Linked DNA regions of Sus scrofa: region 1 is linked to region 2. Evidence: chromatin contacts called from public Hi-C data. All regions are on one chromosome and are shown on one strand. The core of a region is the stretch at or near the end of the contact, and the rest is flanking DNA. Distances in the headings are between cores, read along the strand shown. Region 1 holds the start of FOXJ3 (forkhead box protein J3). Region 2 holds the start of PPCS (phosphopantothenate--cysteine ligase).

Region 1 (4,274 bases), core at 701-3,200, 120 kb before region 2:
GAATGCGCATATGAAAAACAAAGAAAAAGTGAAATGCTGGCCACTTTGAAATCTAAACTTCAAAATATTAAGATTTTCATTTCACCCAAACGAACAAACCAAAAAGAGCCAAAATAAATACATCCCAACCCCACCCAAAAAATACCTAATAAAAGCATGAGAACATCCCCAGTATCTTCAGCAGCACCAAACCAAGACCGAGATTCACCTTAACTCCAAGAAAACAAAAAGAAAACAGAAATCTAAAAGACAAAAAACCTCAATCATCTCCAGCTGCCACCCAGACAGAAAAACGGGGAGGAGTTACTGCTTTTCTATAAATATTTGCTAAGGTCTAGGAAGAATAACAGGCTTCTCTCACTGCTCCTGTGGCCGGTTCCCTGTGAAGGGAGCAATCTATGGTCACCAAAGAGCAAAACACAGGAAGATGGACACCCTCACCTGGAAAAGACATTTAGGAAGTAAACTACTCAAAGCACGTTCCAAAGACCAAAAAGTGCGATCCTACTCAACAGAAAGAGTGAGAACGTGCAATAAACGAGCTCCCACGAAATAAGTGACTCTGGGAAACTATTTAGCGCTGCCGTGCAAGTAAAACGCTATGCATGTAACACATCTATGACACGCAGTTTGTTTCGCCGGCAAACTCAACAGGAGAAAATAAAGTAAATGTCAAGAGAAGACACTAAAGATGCCCACCAACCTCTACCCCCGCCCCCCAGCCAGCCCAACTCAGCGCACAGAGGAATCCAACTAGGAACAACAGAGACGTGGACTGCGCCACACAGAAAAGAAAAACCTTCGCCAACCTCACACACACAGTAGAATAGAGAAGTGAAAACTATACACCTCAGTGCATCAGCAGCTAGAGCTTGCTATTCGGTCTGCAGGAAAAAGACCAGGAGCAGCGAGAGGAGAAAAGACGTCCATGAAACCAAGACCCTACCAGCCCCCGTTTCAGAGGACAAGTCTTGCTGGTTCCAGCCGACCAAGAGTCCGCCGCAGCAAAGCACCCTGACCCTAGCACCTTCCACGCCGCGCCAAGGAACTCGCAGAGGAAAAACCACCCCACTTTCACCTCCCTCCTCGCCAGCTGCAAAAATGGAGGGGGGAGGGGGAGACACCCTACCACGTGGGCAGGATGCAACACACACAGGACAGCAACACGTCCGCACGGAACGGCTGCCTCTGCCCCAGTGCCGGCAAAGGACACGGCGACAGGATGGGTGGGAACGCAGGCCCCCCGCACGGGCCTCCTCACCCCGAAGGGCACCCCAGACACGCAAGGTGCTGGCCGCCTCGCCGCCCGAGAGCCACCCCGAAGCCTGAAGGAAAGAAGCTGCATCGCGCCGGGGGCAGCGACCAGCTCAGGCCACGGGCAGGTCACGGAGAGAAGCCGGCCACTGCCCGCGGGCGCGACGCCCCGGGAGCCCCGTCTGGCGCCCCCGGGCCCCGCCTGGGGGAGGGGCGGGAGGCGCGGCGCGGCCGCCGCTCGGCTGAGGGGCAGCAGCAGCTGAGAAGCGCCGCGGGGGAGGGAGGCACCCAGCCCTCGCCGCCCGCCAGGCCTCGGCCCGGGCCCGGGCCCCCCGCCCCGCCCGCCGCCCGCCCCGCGGCGCGGCCGCTGCTCGGAGAAGCCGGAGGGCGTCCCGCGGAGGGCAGCCCCTGCCTCCGTCCCGGGAGATGCCCCGGCCCCGCCTCCTCACCCGCCGCCCCGGCCCGGCCGCCCCGACGACCGGCGCTCACCTCAGGCTGCGCAGGCCGGGACGGCCCGGCCGAGCCCCCGGCCGCTGCGTGCGTCTCCCACGCCCGGGGAAGGTCCCAGCGGCCCCTGGAGCGAGCGGCCGAGGCCCGGAGCAGCGCCGAGAGCGGCGGCGGCGGCAGCGGGAGCAGCCAACATCCGGGGCCGCGCACCCGGAACTACTTCCCGACCCGCTCCCCCTCCCGCCCCCGCCGCCGCCCCCGCCTCCCGCGACGTCGCTGCGCCACCGGCGCGGCGTCGACGGCGTCACGGCCCTTCACGGTCAAGGCTACGGCGGCGCGCGCGGGATCCCTCCGCTGGGACAAGTAGTGCCCAGCGCGGTTGGGGCCCCGCCTCCGCGCAGCCCGTGTCATCCGGCGGCCGGCAGCTCCGGGTGGCTTGAGCTGTGCGCCCCAGCGTGGCGACCCGGGAGTGAGGGCGGCGGGGGCAGCTCCGAAGTGGAGGACGGCAGGGACCTCCGCCTCGGACCCTGTCCACGGAGTCCTGGGGCCCCGGGCCCGGAAGGACGGCGCCTTGACCTCCCCGCAAAGCCCCTCTACCGCGCCGTAGCGACAGGCCCCTTCGCCTCGCCGAGAGCCCGGCCCCCTAGTCCAGCTCGGCGCCCAGCGGACTCTGCGCGCCCCCACAGAGGCATCTTAGACCTTCAGGCCACCTCTCCTTCTAGAACGTCCCAAGTCCCGGTTCTAGACCCATCTCTGCCGAGGCCTCTCCCGTGCCTAGGCTTGGTTTCCTTCTCCTTAAAACAAGGCAGTTGGAACTCCAAAGGCCTTTCTGATTCTCAGGCAGCTGCCCAGGTTATGGTCCTTGCTATCAAAAGGTGGCGTCTTTAGCAGGGTAGTTGGGCGGCTTGTGAACTTTGGAATTTATTTCTACGTCCATCTTTACTAATTCTTTCTCTAAAGTATCAGCACTGCAAATCTGCCCTGTAATTTCACATTTAGTTACATTCAGAGCACCAAGCATGCTTTTGAACTCACAGTAGGTGCTCAATACTTGGAAACTCAGATAATCTGTTAGATGAATACTAGGTTGATTGAATGAGATGGAAAAGGGAGGCCCGACTGAATTGACTCCGGGAAGGTCCTCTGACGTAGTCCCATAGGGATCAGATAAAGACCTCTGGGAAAGAGCCGAGTACCCAATTGCTTCAGCAAACATTGAACACCTGCCATTTGCCAAGCATTTGTAGGCACCGGGGGTTCAGAGCACTCCTATGTTCTCATGGTACGTAGGACTCCAGCAAGACTCTGAAATTAAGAGATTCATTCACTCATTCATCCAACAAAGGTTTGCCAATCACTACTGAGGTTGTCAGACACTATTTTAGTGTTTGGGTTGGATCGGTGAATAGAAGCGGGGCATTGGTGGGAGGGAATATCCTTCTTATTGGAGCTGCCATCTAAGTATGGAAAGAAAGATGATAAATGTCACAGGAAACTAATCTGGTATGATGGGAAGCGTTTAGTGCCTTCCGGGAAAAAAAAGACCAAGGTAAGAGGTATGAGGAAAACTGGAGGAGGGAGCAGAGGGGGCAGGACCTTTTTTTTTTTTTTAACATCAACCATTTCTTTATCAATAAAATGTTTGTTTACTTCCTTTGAAGTACATGTTAAATGCTGGGGCTTCAGTGGAGAATAAGCCAAGGTTCTGACCTGATGGATGCCCCAACTAGTGGAGACCACATGCCCGGTGCTGTCACATGTCAGGTTCCTAAAACAGGACTCCTATGTTCCTTTTTGAAAAATTTTTTTTGAATTTTTTTTTTTGGGGGGGCCGTCCCTAGGCACATGAAGTTCCCAGGCCAGGGATCAGATCTGAGCTGAAGATGCAGCAATGCCAGATCCCCCAACCCACTGCACCAGGCTGGGGCGCGGACCTGTGTCCTGGTGCTCCAGAGATGCCTTTGATCACACTGTGCTACGGCAGGAACTTCGCCTGTGTTCATCTATATAGCTGCTGAAATTGAGGTTGAGAAGAGGTCAAAGCTTGAGCCAGGACTCAAACCCAGTGTTTTCCCAGTCCAGCTCCCTTTCCAGCTCTACCTCGGCTGAGATGTCCTGTTTTTCTGTTTCGTTACACCTCATCTCTTTTGTCAAGTAAACTCATGCATGAATCTAGGCAAATGGCCTTAGGCCTGCACGGGGGCAAAGAAGAGGAAGCAGGGAAGACATTTACAAGAAAAGAGGGAGGACTTAATAAAAGAAATATGTAGACATGCAAAGCAAAGTCACAGGGGTAGCACAGGCGATTTAGTGAAAGAGAAAGGAGGGTAGATTCATAATAGCTTATTCCAATTCCAGTTTTACAGAATGGGATTTTAAATAGAGCCAGCAGGGAGAGCCCAATTCATAAGGTGACTTTAACGAGAAACTTGAAAGAGGTGAAGGCGTGAACCAGGTGTTGTGTGGGAAGCAATGTTCCAGGCAGAAGGAACAGCTAGTGGAAAGACCCTGAAGTGAAAGTATTCCTGGACGTGTTAGGACCAGAAGGGCAGGCCCACTCGAGCAGGGTGAGC
Region 2 (4,298 bases), core at 1,072-3,571:
TTTATCTTCTTGGTTTAAACTCTCACTAGCACCTATCACAAGGGTTTTTAAACTTTTTTTTTTACTCAACCTATAGTAGGAAAATACATTTCACCAGTACAAGTACATATATCCACATAAAACACTAAAACACTCCAGAAAGAGGAGTTCCCTTTGTGGCTCAGTGGTTAATGAACCCAACTAGGATCCATGAGGTTGCAGGTTCCATCCTTGGCCTAGCTGGTGGGTTAAGGATCCAGCATTGCCATGAGCTGCGGTGTAGGTTGCAGATGCGACTCAGCTTTGGCATTGCTATGGCTGTGGTGTAAGCCGGCAGCTGCAGCTCCTATTCAACCCCTAGCCTGGGAACTTCCATATGCAGCGAGTGTTGATCTAAAAAGTAAAAAGCAAAAAAAAAAAAGTTTCAGGAAGCGATTCAAGTAGGATTACTCCGAGACTTTCTATTTTATTCATTTTTTTTTTTGCTTAAGATGCTGGTTGTGATTTTCTTCATGACCAGCTAACTGCAGTCTGAAAATCAGTGACTGCTCCCTCCGCCATGGGGACACCTCTGAACAGTGTAGTCTATTCTTTCACCCTTTTCCCAAGCAGTCCTGGGGCCAGGGCGCCCTACCCTTCCTTTTTTTTTTTTTTTTTTTTTGCTTTTTGCCATTTCTCGGGCTGCTCCCGAGGCATATGGAGGTTCCCAGGCCAGGGGTCGAATCAGAGCTGTAGCCACCAGCCTACGCCAGAGCCACAGCAACGGGGGTCGGAGCCGCGTCTGCAACCTACATCACAGCTCATGGCAACGCCAGGTCCTTAACCCACTGAGCAAGGCCAGGGATCGAACCTGCAACCTCATGGTTCCTAGTCGGATTGGTTAACCACCGAGCCACGACGGGAACTGCTACCCTTCCTTCTTCATTGTTTGTTCACCTAGCAATTTCCCCCTGACCTTTCAAGGCTCAGCAAGTGTTACTCCTTCAGAGAAACCTTTCTAGATACTGCCCCACCCCAGTCACCACGCTTCCATCCTCAGAGGTCCCAGGCAATAGTACTCCCTGAGTAACGGCAGGTAGGGTTGTATTACAGTGACTTTTTAAATACAAATTAGTAGGCTCTGGACTAGATTTCGGGACGTCAGCAGCCTGGCTGTTTTATCTTGGGTCTCACACGGGGTCCGATCTGAAGTAAAGGTCTGGAGATGTTTTGCTGAAAAAATGAAAACCGATCTCGTCTCGTACTACCCTCAGCACAGCACACATCTTGGCTGTGCACCAGCAAACTAGCTTGCTTTCTATTCCTCAAACACGGCGAAGTCTTCCCTCCCTCCGAGCCTCACTGTGCCCCTCACTCTTCCTCCAGCAGATCCTTCGCGGGCTTTTCTCCTTTATCTTCAGCTCCATAGTCTGTCTGCTCTAAACGAGGCCCATCACATTCCCTTCGTCTTCCTGGTATTTCTCACTCTGACATCGCCTTGTTTTCTGATTGCTGATGGACTTTGCCCTCTTCCTCGTCAGAACCTCAGATTTGGGAGGGGCGCGGTCTCCCGCGATCCCCCCGGTAACGTCGGCGCCGGGAGCAGCGCACGGCGCACAGCAGGTGCTCAACTAAACATCTGGGGACGAAGGAGGGAGTGGGAGAGGCGGCGGGCGCGCCCTCAGCTCTTAGGGACCGTCTCCAAGCCGCCTCGAGGGTTCCCTGGCGGACGCGGGGCTCCCAGGCCCACCCTGGCGACCGGGGGAGAGGGAGGGTGGAGGCGCCCCGGGCCCCGTCTCAGGGCCTACCAGTAATATGTGACTGTGCAGGCCCCGCACACCCGCTCGGCCGGGGCTTCGCACACCTCACAGCAGAGCCTGCGACCCTTGGGCACCGCCAGGGGGTAGATCACATCCATGCCGCGGCAGACGGCCGGCGTGCTCTCTAGGCCGGTTGCCCGGCAAGGACGCGCAGGACGCAGGTGTCACGTGAGCGACACGCCGCCGCCGGCGCGTTGCAGGGCCGAGCAGAGGGGCGTGGCCCGCGGAGCCCCGCGGGGTCGGGGAGAAAGCCAGCAGCTGCCCCTCTCCCCAAGGCCAGAGGTGAAGGGGCCGGACAGTCGCATTTGGCGGGGCCCGAGGCCAGGAGCGTCTGCACGGCGCCCGGGAAGGCTCAGACGGCCGGCTCCCCACCCCGGCTAGGACAGCACCGCGGCGGGCAGTGACCGCGCCGGCTGCCGGCCCAGCCCAGACCCCGCGGCGGCCTGGGGTCGGGGTCCCCGGCTGCGGGCCGTAGCCTGCACGCCCTTGCGGACGCGCAGAGCCGCAGCGCGCGCGCGCAGCGCACGGTGGCCACCGCCCCCACGCCATTGCGGCTGCGCGCGGCCCAGGTCCCGGGACAGGGGGCGTGGCGCCGGGGCCGCCGAGCTCGCGCAGGCGCGGGGCCGCCCGGGACCGATGGCGGCCGTGGACCTGGTGGCCGAGTTCCCCCAGCCCGCCGGTGCTACGCGCTGGGCGGAGGTTATGGCTCGCTTCGCCGCCGGGCTGGGCTCGCAGGGGCGGCGGGTGGTGTTGGTCACGTCCGGTGGCACCAAGGTCCCCCTGGAAGCCCGGCCTGTGCGCTTCCTGGACAACTTCAGCAGCGGGCGGCGCGGGGCCACCTCCGCAGAGGCCTTTCTGGCCGCGGGCTACGGCGTCCTGTTCCTGTACCGCGCTCGCTCTGCCTTCCCCTTTGCCCACCGCTTCCCGCCCCAGACCTGGCTGTCGGCGTTGCGACCCTCTGGCCGAGCCCCTCCCGGCCTGCTGAGTCTGGAGGCGGAGGAGAAGTCGCTTCCGGGCTTCGCTGCGGCTCTGCGGAGCTACCAGGAGGCTGAGGCTGCCGGCACCTTCTTGGCCGTAGAGTTCACCACTTTGGCCGACTATTTGCATCTGCTGCAGGCTGCAGCCCAGGCGCTCAATCCGCTAGGTGCGTGCCTTTAGGAGTCTGTCCAATGCCCAGCGGCAGAGCCTTTTCCCCCCTAGACACGTATCCCCTGACCCCCTCATTACCCAGGGCTCTCACCGTGGGGGAGCCTGAGCTGAGAAGGACCTGGCCTCATACCCCTCTTCGATTTATTACCCCCTGTGCTTCTCTTTGCAGGCTCTTCTGCGATGTTTTACCTGGCTGCGGCCGTGTCCGATTTCTATGTTCCTGCCTCTGAAATGCCTAAACACAAGATCCAGTCGTCTGGGGGCCCGCTGCAGGTGATGGGCGCGTCTCTTCCGGAGATCTCATTCCCTATAACCAATCTCGGGTTAATTTCCTTTTGATCTGGAGATGGCCTTTGTGCATCCCATATGTGCTAGGCACTAGGGATACAGAGATGAATAAGACACCGCCCTCCCTAAAGGACCTCACAGTCTAGTGAGGTTGCTGGACACAGACATAATTACAGTACAGAGTCATAAATGCTCTGGTAGAGGTACGTACAAGTGGAGTCAGCATGGGGTGAGTGAAACTTGGGGGAAGTCAGGGCTTTCTGGAGGAGATGGCTTGAACGGGGTGTTAAAAGGTGCGTAGAGGGGGGACCCGATGAAGTAGAGAAGATCATTCCAGACAGAGTACACAATTGGGGTTTGGAGGTGGGCAGTGCATTGTGAAAGAAAGTTGTTCCCGAAGGCTCCGGAGTCAGGAGAGTGGTGGGGGTGGAGGGAGGACTGGAGAGACAGCTTACTTCATAGGAGGTTTTGTATTCCTTCTTGAGGAGGTTGGACTTAATCCTGTGGAGCCAAGGGAACCTACGTAGGAGAATGATGAATAAAGTTTTTGTTGGAGAAGAACATTCTGGCATCAGTATGGAAGGTGACTCAGAGAGAGCGAGAGTGGAGGGGGCAGCGTAGATGGTGGGTATTGTTGCAGTTGCGGGAAGAGGTGTGGGGAAGGTGGTGGTGTGGTTGAGAGGCTGACTTGCTCTGCCTTCTTGGGACCCAAGGGGATTCTTAGTAGACTATAAGTAGGAAAAACTGGGGGCACCTGCTGACTTCCTAAGATGGTTTATTTGTCCCTTTCTTCAGCCAGTACTGAGTACCTACCATATGCCAGACACTACTGTAGGACCTGCAGGCAAAGCAGTGAAAAGAAGCATACCAAGCCCTTGTTTTGCTTATGCCCTACAGGGGAGACAAGTCGAATGCCTACCACGTTAGGCGTGATAAATGCCAAGGAGGGAGATGAAGTGGGGTCTGAGCATATGATCACTCTCACACTCGCTGACTCAGAGGGGAAATCCTGGTGCTTAGCTTAGTGATTTCACACTTTTCAAGTTCTGGGAGCTGTGGTTTATCCTGTAACTTTCACTTCTA

Evidence for each region. Hi-C and Micro-C count contacts between places; a contact is called where the count stands out from the background.
Region 1: a contact with region 2 is called in a Hi-C map of liver, with 1.6 times the contacts expected there. The contact joins the promoter of FOXJ3 here to the promoter of PPCS in region 2. A contact is called at or near these places in 2 of 5 promoter capture datasets (fetal liver and liver), 9 of 47 Hi-C or Micro-C datasets (embryonic fibroblasts, fetal heart ventricle, fetal skeletal muscle and 3 more) and 1 of 2 datasets of contacts at active chromatin or transcription factors (alveolar macrophages).

Annotation. Positions count from the first base shown.
Region 1 is chr6:168,992,108-168,996,381 of Sscrofa11.1, reverse strand. It overlaps FOXJ3 (forkhead box protein J3), which reads right to left and starts at 1,950. Exons shown (of 13, transcript XM_021096929.1): 1 at 1,744-1,950.
Region 2 is chr6:168,874,854-168,879,151 of Sscrofa11.1, reverse strand. It overlaps PPCS (phosphopantothenate--cysteine ligase), which reads left to right and starts at 2,321. Exons shown (of 9, transcript XM_003128101.5): 1 at 2,321-2,922; 2 at 3,097-3,200. The coding sequence starts at 2,415. It overlaps ZMYND12 (zinc finger MYND domain-containing protein 12), which reads right to left and starts at 1,905. Exons shown (of 8, transcript XM_003128102.4): 1 at 1,767-1,905. The coding sequence starts at 1,876.